Linked DNA regions of Macaca mulatta: region 1 is linked to region 2. The links are chromatin contacts, called in public Hi-C maps. All regions are on one chromosome and are shown on one strand. The core of a region is the stretch at or near the end of the contact, and the rest is flanking DNA. Distances in the headings are between cores, read along the strand shown. Region 1 holds the start of TXNRD1 (thioredoxin reductase 1). Region 2 holds the start of NFYB (nuclear transcription factor Y subunit beta).

Region 1 (4,784 bases), core at 313-2,812, 150 kb before region 2:
ACCTCCCAATTTGATCTTGCTTTGAACTCTACATCTATTCTGAATGCCAAAATCCAACTTCCAATGTTTCCTTGACATTTGAAACCGTGGAGCAAAATAAAGAACACTCTGCCTATCTGCTGCTTTATTAAAAAGAATCCTGAACTATACATGACACTACAGATGAAACTAGGCACTAACGGTAAAATTTCACAAAGGGATGAACTCAGTGGAGCATAGAGATTCCACAGTTACACTGACATGAGGCCTATTCATGAGACATAAATCACACCAACATTCCAAAGTATAGCTGCTTATTTGGGAGGCCGAGGCGGGTGGATCATGAGGTCAGGAGTTCAAGACCAGCCTGGCCAAGATGGTGAAACCCTGTCTCTACCAAAAATACAAAAATTAGCCGGGCGCGGTGGCAGGTGCCTGTAATCCCAGCTACTCGGGAGGCTGAGGCAGGAGAATCGCTTGAACCCGGGGGGCGGAGGTTGCAGTGAGCCAAGACTGTGTCACTGCACTCCAGCCTGGGCAACAGAATGAGACTCCGTCTCCAAAAAAAAAAAAAAAAAAGGAGAGCTGCTTAATGGTAATAATGGTAGCTAATATATCTATACTGCTTCACATATATTAACATTTCATTTCAACTTCACAACCAGTCTACAAGTAGGTATTACCAGGCCCAACTTATAGACAGGGAAACAGGTACAGAAAAGCTAAGAAACTTGTCCAAGCTCAAGGAGCTACTCAACAGCAGAGGCAGGATTCAAACCCAGGCAATGTGGTTGACGGTCTTAATCACTATCCTGTACTGCCCGAGAGAGTGAGGAAGCCCTGGGGTCGTCGTCGCCGCCCCATTTAATAGTCTGTGTCCAGCTGGGCACGCCACTTGATCTTTCCGAGCCTTGCTTTCCCCACTTGTAAAAACATGGAGACCCCATGTGTTTTGACAGCGTCTCAGGATTTCTGATTAAATGGTGTGAAAATTCCTGGAGAAGTATTCTTACATAGTTATACTTTCTTAATGCTGTCAAGGATCTGTCGGTCCACTCAACACATTGTCATCTACATTTCAAGACTCAGGCTCTGTAAGAAACGATACAATACCCATTTTCTCCGCTGTTCTGCAAATTGTCTCTACAAAGAGCAAGAGGAAGGAAACCGCCAGCCTACAGGTGCCGGTCTCACCTACCACATGCTGACGCTTTGTGTGACCGGGTCGAAACCACACACGCCACGAAGCTGCCTGGGTTTGGAAAAGCCTCCCCGTCTGCTCAGACACGCCTTAAAATATCTCCCCTTCCCCGAGACGCACACCGCTCCCCACAGGCGCAATGCTGTAGTCCCCGCCGGCAGGCCGTCCCCCGCGTGCTCCCATCCCTGGGCTTGCGGCTTTGTCTGGTTTCACCCGACGCAGAGCTTACAAGAATTTGAGAATGATGAAGACATCAGGCACTCCTTCAGGACTCGACCACCTTTCGCTTCGCCGCAAATGCTGCACCGAAGGAAACTGAGGTGAAAGGGTTGCTGTTTCCTAATGGCTACGAGAAGCCACGCCCTGCGCCGAGCGGGCGGGCTAACTGCCAGAGTCAGAATGACAAAGCAGAAATCCACTCCTCGTGCAGCCCTGGCAGCCTATGCTAATTGGCTTAGCAAGCTGAGAGCTCCTAATTGGGTGACACCACATCCTCTGCCTGCTCATAGCCGCCCCCAACCTAAGAACAGAGCAAAAAAACAATTTAAGGCAATTCTGGAACCAAATTTGGAATAAGTGTGTTTTTAGTGAAGAAACTAGACTATGCCCTAAGGCAGTAGCTCCAGAACTTTGCTAGCTGTTGTCATCGCGTTAGGGTCTTTAGAATCCTAGTGCCTGGCTCCCACCCCTAGACATTCTGATGTCATTGGTGTGGAGTGTGACCTGGGCCTCTGCGTTTAAAAAAAAAAAAAAAAACTCCAAAGGTGATTTGAGTTGGCAGCAAAGTTTGGGACCCACTGCCCTAAGGTCATGGATTAGTCAGTTTGGTAATCCCCTAAAGGAAGTTATTAGGCTTTTGAAAAGAAACGTGGAGTTCACCCTGACTAATCCTGAAAAGAAATGACAAATTCTCAGGAACACACCCAACTTCCCCTGAGAGCACCTCTTCCTTACCAGACTCTGAGTTTAGTTTTTATTGTTTTAAGAAAAACTGAATGTCTTTTAACTCCAGCCGCACCCAGCCACCTGCTGCTACTAAGGTGAGCCATTCTCTCTCATGCTCCCCTTCTCTTAGTCATGTTCTTACTCAGCACCACGCACTAGCAGGGTATGCATATTTGCTGAATAAATACATAATAACTGACTGAATGAATGAATGAATGAATGAATGAATGAATGAATGAACGTCTTTCCCACTTCTTTGGATAATGCCAGATTGAAGCACTCTCAGGTGAGAGCGTTGCAGGCTCCTAACGGCTAGCAGAAGCCACATTCCCTCTAAACAAACAGGCAACCACTGCCAGGTCCTGCCAGGTCCTTCCAAGGTGAAACTCAGAGGCTTGGTTTAGCTTCCTCGCCCTCTAAAGGGGCACACACACACACTACACACACTAACATGACACTTCCCCTGTAAGGTGATTATTGACATGAGTGTTTGACCTGATTCTGGAGTCCATAGAACAGAGAATGGATCTAGTACATGGGTGTTCAGGAAACAATGTGATCTATGGAGGAAAGAAGGAAAAACATGAAAAGACTGGGTCTAAGGGAGAACACAAAACATTTACTCCTGGCTCCCAAGCCAAGTTCTGTATTAATCATTGTATATGCCTTTATCTCATTTAGTCTACACAATGACCCATGAACTAAGGTCATAAATTTCTCTTTCTTAGAAATATATCGAAAATACACCTTATTTCAAAAGCATGACTTAGGACACAGAAGGATCATTTAATTTGAAATAATGTACTAAAAGCAAGTAATAAGGACTGATATGAAGAGCCTTGCCATTAAAAGCATCTTGTATAGACACCTCAGAGTGATTATAGTTAATATTTTCTACCAGCATTCCAAAACAGGCTAGATAAGGCATTTTAACTTCACATTGTTCCTAAGTGAGCAAATTATAGCAAAGATGCCCAGAGTAGCACCATGTAGTTATTTTTCTTTTAAGTTAAAAATCACCATTTTAAAACTATCTTCTTTTCTTTCAAATCGTTCTTGCTGCTGTTAAGGGCCTAGATGCCTTACCCTTGTCATGAATTCCCAAGGAAAAACTCCTTAGTTCTATTTAGTTGCTGGTTAACGGAAGAACCTCATCTTCTTCCATCATTTCTCATCATGCAGCAATTTATTTATTTATTTGTTTGTTTGTTTGTTTGTTTGACAGTCTCTTGCTCTGTTGCCCTGGCTGGAAAGCAGTGGTGCATCTCAGCTCACTGCAACCTCCATCTCCCAGGTTCCAGCGATTCTCACGCCTCAGCCTCCCAAGTAGCTGGGACTACAGGCATGCACCACCACACCTGGCTAATTTTTTGTCTTTTTGGTAGAAATGGGGGTTCAACATGTTGGCCAGGGTGGTCAAACTCCTGGCCTCAAGAGATCCGTCTGCCTCAGCCTCCCAAAGTGCTGGGATTACAGGTGTGAACCACTGTGCCTGGCTGTAGCAAATCATAAACATAAAATGTTTTAATCATACATTTTGCATCTCTTGACTGGGCTCATTCTTCCTTTTGAGAATTATCTTCCCTCCCTAAGGACCTAGTCCTTCAAAGCTCATTTGAAATGTCACCTCCTCTGGGAGTCTTCCCGGATTTCCAACCAGTGTTAATTGCACCTTCCCTCTTCTTTGTCCCCCAAATACCTAATAATAATTACAAATATTCTACAAGAGCTTTGGATAGGCAAACCCTTGTTTATTTTGTCTTTACAGAATCTGGTATATAGTAGGTACTCAGAAAATACTGGAAATAGACCTCTCTATGTTCCTGAACTGTCATCTAAGCTGTAACAAATTTATGCAGGTGTTTGATAAAGGCTCCTATTGTATTAAACTACTGTTCTACCTATAATAAGCCTTTCTCTCATACACACACACACACACACACACCCCCCATACTGAGCTAGAATAATCTTTCTAACACCCAAATCTTCTTTACTCAAACCTTCAGTAGCTGTCTAGGGCCCTCAAGATGAAGTCTAAACTTCTCAGTCACGTTGACATGGCAAGGCCCACCCTTGCTGAACCTAGCTGTCCACGTATTCTGTACTCCACTTAAAGCAGCAAAACATTGCTGAAGGAAACACAGAAATTAAAAGTGATTTCACTTTGAAGTCAAGACCACAAACTTCTAATGCGTCCTCAATGTTGCCCAGCAATCCTTTGCATCCCTGGAATATTTGTTTTCTCAGGATCCAAAATGACTGTTTCACACATATCCCTCTTTCCTCAAACTTCTAATGCCCCTACACCTTGCATTAGCTCATGACCTACTTTCTACTTTAAGAAAATAGCATCAGTCAGACAGAACTCCCTTAAATTTTCTTCTCAACCAGCAAGCTGCCATATTCTCTGCCTTCACTCTTATTATTTCCTGATAAGTGAGAAAAAAAGTGGTAGGTAGTGAATTCAGAGGAACAGCGAGAGGTCAGACCCATCATCAGGCCATAGTCAGGATTTTGGATTTCATTTTATTTTTATTTATTTATTTATTTATTTATTTTAAGAGAGAGTTTTGTTCTTGTTGCCCAGGCTGGAGTGCAATGGCACTATCTTGGCTTACCACAACCTCCGCCTCCTACGTTCAAGTGATTCTCCTAAAGC
Region 2 (4,540 bases), core at 1,251-3,750:
TTGTTGCCTAGATAAATAGCGATATAAACTAACTGGCAGCTGTGGTGTATAGACTCGAAATAAAGACACTCAATTACCTGTCTCTGACTTTTAATGCAAAGACTAGGTTAGCTGCAGTGTTTTTTCCAAGACTAAATTATGATCTTGGCCTCCCTCTTTCACCAAGACATCAGAAAAATGGTCAACATTTACTGGGGGCTTCCTGAAATAGACACAGAAGGCACAGAGAACACAGGTTGGTTGTCAAGGCAGGATGACCTAGGATCCAACTGCAGAGGATGTGGACTGGGTTCCATTTCTCCTAGAGTTCTGGCTCCCCAGGGTAAGGAGAGTGATTCATTCACCTTTGTAGCCCTGGTGCTCCTAGTACAATGCCTGCAGAACCGTAGGAGCTGATATTACCTTTTAGTGGAATTTGAATTAAGTACGTAGTTTAGATACACAGTACTGAAATGATAAACTCAGAAAAGTAGTCATCTTCACATTTTTTGGTTCACCATTCATAATTGGAAGAAGGATTAGTCATCCTTCTCCCAATTCTATTACTTGTGTTTTTATATTTCCTGCCCTTGAACCTTTGAACACATCATTTCACTCCTAAATCTCCACTATGGGTAAGCATAGAGAAAGGGAGAAATTAAACTCAGGCCAATTCTTCCTTGTTTTTTGTTTTTTGTTTTCTTTGCAATTAACACTTTTTAAATGTTTGATGAAGATTGAAGAAATTCATGCTATATAAAGATCTTAGGATAACATTTTTTTTTTTTTTTTTTGAGATGGAGTCTGGCTCTGTCGCCCAGGCTGGAGTGTAGTGGCCGGATCTCAGCTCACTGCAAGCTCCGCCTCCCGGGTTCACGCCATTCTCCTGCCTCAGCCTCCCGAGTAGCTGGGACTACAGGCGCCTGCCACCTCGCCCCGCTAGTTTTTTTGTATTTTTTAGTAGAGACGGGGTTTCACCGTGTTCGCCAGGATGGTCTCGATCTCCTGACCTCGTGATCCGCCCGTCTTGGCCTCCCAAAGTGCTGGGATTACAGGCTTGAGCCACCGCGCCCGGCCAACTTTTTTTTTTTTTTTTTTTTTTTTTTTTGAGACGGAGTCTTGCTCTGTCACCTAGGCTGGAGCGCCATCTCGGCTCACTGAAACCTTGGCCTCCCGGATTCCAGCGATTCTCCTGCCTCAGCCTCCTGAGTAGTTAGGATTACAGGTGCCCATCACGACGCCCGGCTAATTTTTGTATTTTTAGTAGAGACGGGGTTTTGCCATGTTGGTCAGGCTGGTCTTGAACTCCTGACCTCAGGTGATCTGCCCGCCTCGACCTCCCAAAGTGCTGGGATAACTTTTTTTTTTTTTTTAAGGGCTTTCTATGTATACATTATCCCAAATGACCCTGAGAAGCAGACATTTGGGCAAGATCACAAGCCAGTAAGAAGGGGAGCTGGAATTCAAGTCAGGTTGTCTGATGACAGTGGCATTGCTACTTACTCCTCTTTTCACAATTTGGGGCTTTCATTTGTCCTTTCTTCCATACTTGCCCCAGAAATGTTTAAATACTCTGAGAAACAGTGGGAACTCTATAAATAAAAGATCTCTCTGTATTTTTACATAATCAAAGCTAGAGAGTTTCATGTGGCGCAGGCCACTCGGTTAGTGGAGGCAGAGGGCACGCCATCCCCAGATCCAGTTGCAGTGAGTGGTGTTGGATTACCCACCTCTGGGATGGTCACTGCTGAGCGAAGCTGGACCCGGGACTGCAGTCAGAGAAAGCGAAGGAGCTTGGCTGCACAGAGGCAAGAACGGGCCACGGATTCTTGCAGCCAAAATGTCATCTGGTTGGGAAAAGCCGCTTGACAATTTGCAGCTACTAGAGGGGCGGGGGTGGGTGGAAAATGCAGCATCTTAAGTTCAAGATTCAGGGTGAAGGCTGGCTAGACTTAGCAGGGGTCTGCATCTTTAGATGAGATGTGAAAAACACCCAAGCTCAGGGACCAAATGACAGGGAGCGCTGTGCCTGCAGCGACGGTAACAGGGACCCAAGGAAAGAAAACACGAGGCGCTGAAGGCGCTCCAAGAGGTCTCCGCCGTTCAGACTCTCCCCGTGGCCCGGGCGCGTCGTCCTAGGGGGCGGCTTCTGTCCCTGGTTTCCCCTTCTTAAAAATCCAGGCGCAGGCAGGCTGAGCTCAGGCGGCTGAGACACCTTCACGTGGCAGGGGAAGGGGTGACAAGGAGAGGGAGGCCCGAGAGATCCCGCTTGGCACAGGCCCGGGTCAGCACAGGGAAGAAGGCCCGCCTAGACCCGAACGGCGCGCCCGGGCCGGGCCCTAGAAGACCTCGCGCCAAAAGGAGCGGGATCCGGAGCTGCGCGGCGGCCTCATAGGAGCGCGGGGCGGGGCCGGGGGCGGGGCGGGGCGGAGCCGCGGCGGGCGGGCGCGCGGGCGGCGCGGAGGGAGGGTGTCGCGCCGAGGGAAGCGGCCCGCGGCGGAGGGAGGGGAGGCCGAGTCCTGGAAGCGGAGCTCCGCGCTGGGACTGGTTCCTTCGCAGCCATTTTCTGTCCAACCAAACAGCCGATTGGAGACGGGAGCCAACCAGGGCTGCATTGGAGGTTTGTGTCTCGCTTCGGCCAATGATCGCTCCTAAACCGACTCCACTTTAGCTCGAATGAAATGTCCGTCTCCTCCCGGCGCCGTCCCCGCCGCCAACGCCGCCGCGGCCGGGGGCACTCGCCTCCCGCCCTCCCGCGCGGGCCGGGGCCGGGGCCCGCGCCTGCGAGGCCGCTCCCGCAGCGGGCCGGGCCGGGGAGCGGGCGCGGGGCCGCGGCGCGGCTCTTTGTGCGCCGGGCTGAGGAGCGGCGGGACGCGGGCCAGGCCGCCTCCCGCTCGCCGCCGTTGAGCTCCGGGCCCGAGGCCGAGGAGGGGCCGCGGGGCTGCGTCGGGGCCCCGCTCTCGACGGCTTCCCGGGCCGGCTCCATTTTGTGCGGGGAGCCGGCGGAGGGGCGGGAGACGCGGCGCGGGCCCTGGCCCCGTAGCCCCGGCCGCGGCGCGGGCCCCCGGGGGCGCCCCCCTCCCGCCCGCGGGGCTGTGGTGGGGCCCGGCGCTTTGTCTCCCCGCACATCCCGAGGGCCGCGCGGCGGGCGGGAGGCAGGCGTTGGGCGCGGGGGCCGGGGCGGCCGGGCGAGTCAGGGGATGCGCTCTGGGGGCGGCCTCCCGGCACTCGCAGGGCTGACAGGTCGCCCGGACCGGGCCGTGAGGCTGGGGCCACCCAGGCACCTGCGTGGGGAGGAAGGCATGGCTTTGGCTTCCCCGCAGTCTGGTTTGCGCGTAAAGAATGCAGCCATCTGGCGGCTTGCGGTCCCAGGACTTGCCCCGAAGGTGGGAAGGAAGCCCTTCGGATTGGACTAAGGTTTTAATCATTAGTGGTGGGAGGCGGGAGGATATGCAGGGCCTTAAGGAACGGTAGTCTTAGAGAACAAAGAATTACAGAGCACCCACAAATCATAATCTCGCTCAAAGCACTCTAACGGGATAATTTAAGGTTAGGTAGCCTGCGACCTTTAAAAAAAAATGGCATCCCACTAACCCGCATGGACCCCATAGTTCCGTGGTTCGTGCCACAAATCACTGGGGTGGTTTCATCTCTCTTAGTATGGAAACTAATCAGCAACATAAAGTGATGAAAGCAAACGGATCAATATCAGTGGCACTAATCAGTGGGGGTTTTATTTGTAAAGTATTGAAAGTTTAACCAAAATTCCTTAAAAGGCAAATTATTCCTTCCCTGCGCTGCTCTTGTATCTTAATTTAAGGATTACTGTATATTGATGCAAAACTCTGGTTGTTGATGCCAAAGAATGGAGGGTGGAGGAAGGGACTACTGCTTTTCTTGGATACAAATTTGCATTTCTTCAAACATTAAACAGATGTATGCATTCCCTTGAGCTTTTACATATATCAACCTGCCCTTAAGAAAATATATACCATATGAGGTGGCCGTGTTTTTCTTTAATGTACTGAATCTAAATATATACTGAATCAACTCTTTGGGTGAGGGAGTGTGGTGTGACTCCCCTGTCCATACCCCCCTCCCCCATTCCAAGCAAAATACATAAATATAGCTCCCATATTTTAAGTGTTCTGAGGGCTTATTTTTTCAAAGACACCCTTTAAAAAAATAACATTTCTCGTTACAAGGAAGGACTTTTCTGAGCAGTTTTGGGGTTAGAGGATACTATTAATATTTGAAAATAAATTATAAGTTACTTTTAATATTATAGCAAATGTCAAGCAGTCTTTGCTACCTGGACCCTTTTAGTGGCATTAAAAACATTCAATTCAGTGGCTACAATTTTTTCTGCTGTTTGCTAGATTTCATGCTTGGATGCATATCAGTATGTCTTCTCCCTTTAAAATTAACACTGAAAGGATGTGTTTTTGTTTTGGCATCCTACCCCTCACCCATTTAATTGTTTCCTTTGAAAAAGAGAAGGGAACAAATGAGAAATGAAACTTGTAACACTGCAATTGATACTAATTTGTTCAGCTATTTA

Evidence for each region. Hi-C and Micro-C count contacts between places; a contact is called where the count stands out from the background.
Region 1: a Hi-C map of fetal cortex germinal zone shows a contact between it and region 2, with 2.6 times the contacts expected there. The contact joins the promoter of TXNRD1 here to the promoter of NFYB in region 2. A contact is called at or near these places in 3 of 14 Hi-C or Micro-C datasets (cortical neurons, fetal cortex germinal zone and fetal cortical plate).

The regions. Positions count from the first base shown.
Region 1 is chr11:111,513,435-111,518,218 of T2T-MMU8v2.0, reverse strand. It overlaps TXNRD1 (thioredoxin reductase 1), which reads right to left and starts at 1,562. Exons shown (of 15, transcript NM_001351765.2): 1 at 1,410-1,562.
Region 2 is chr11:111,362,224-111,366,763 of T2T-MMU8v2.0, reverse strand. NFYB (nuclear transcription factor Y subunit beta) reads left to right here and starts at 2,500. Exons shown (of 8, transcript NM_001257720.1): 1 at 2,500-2,599.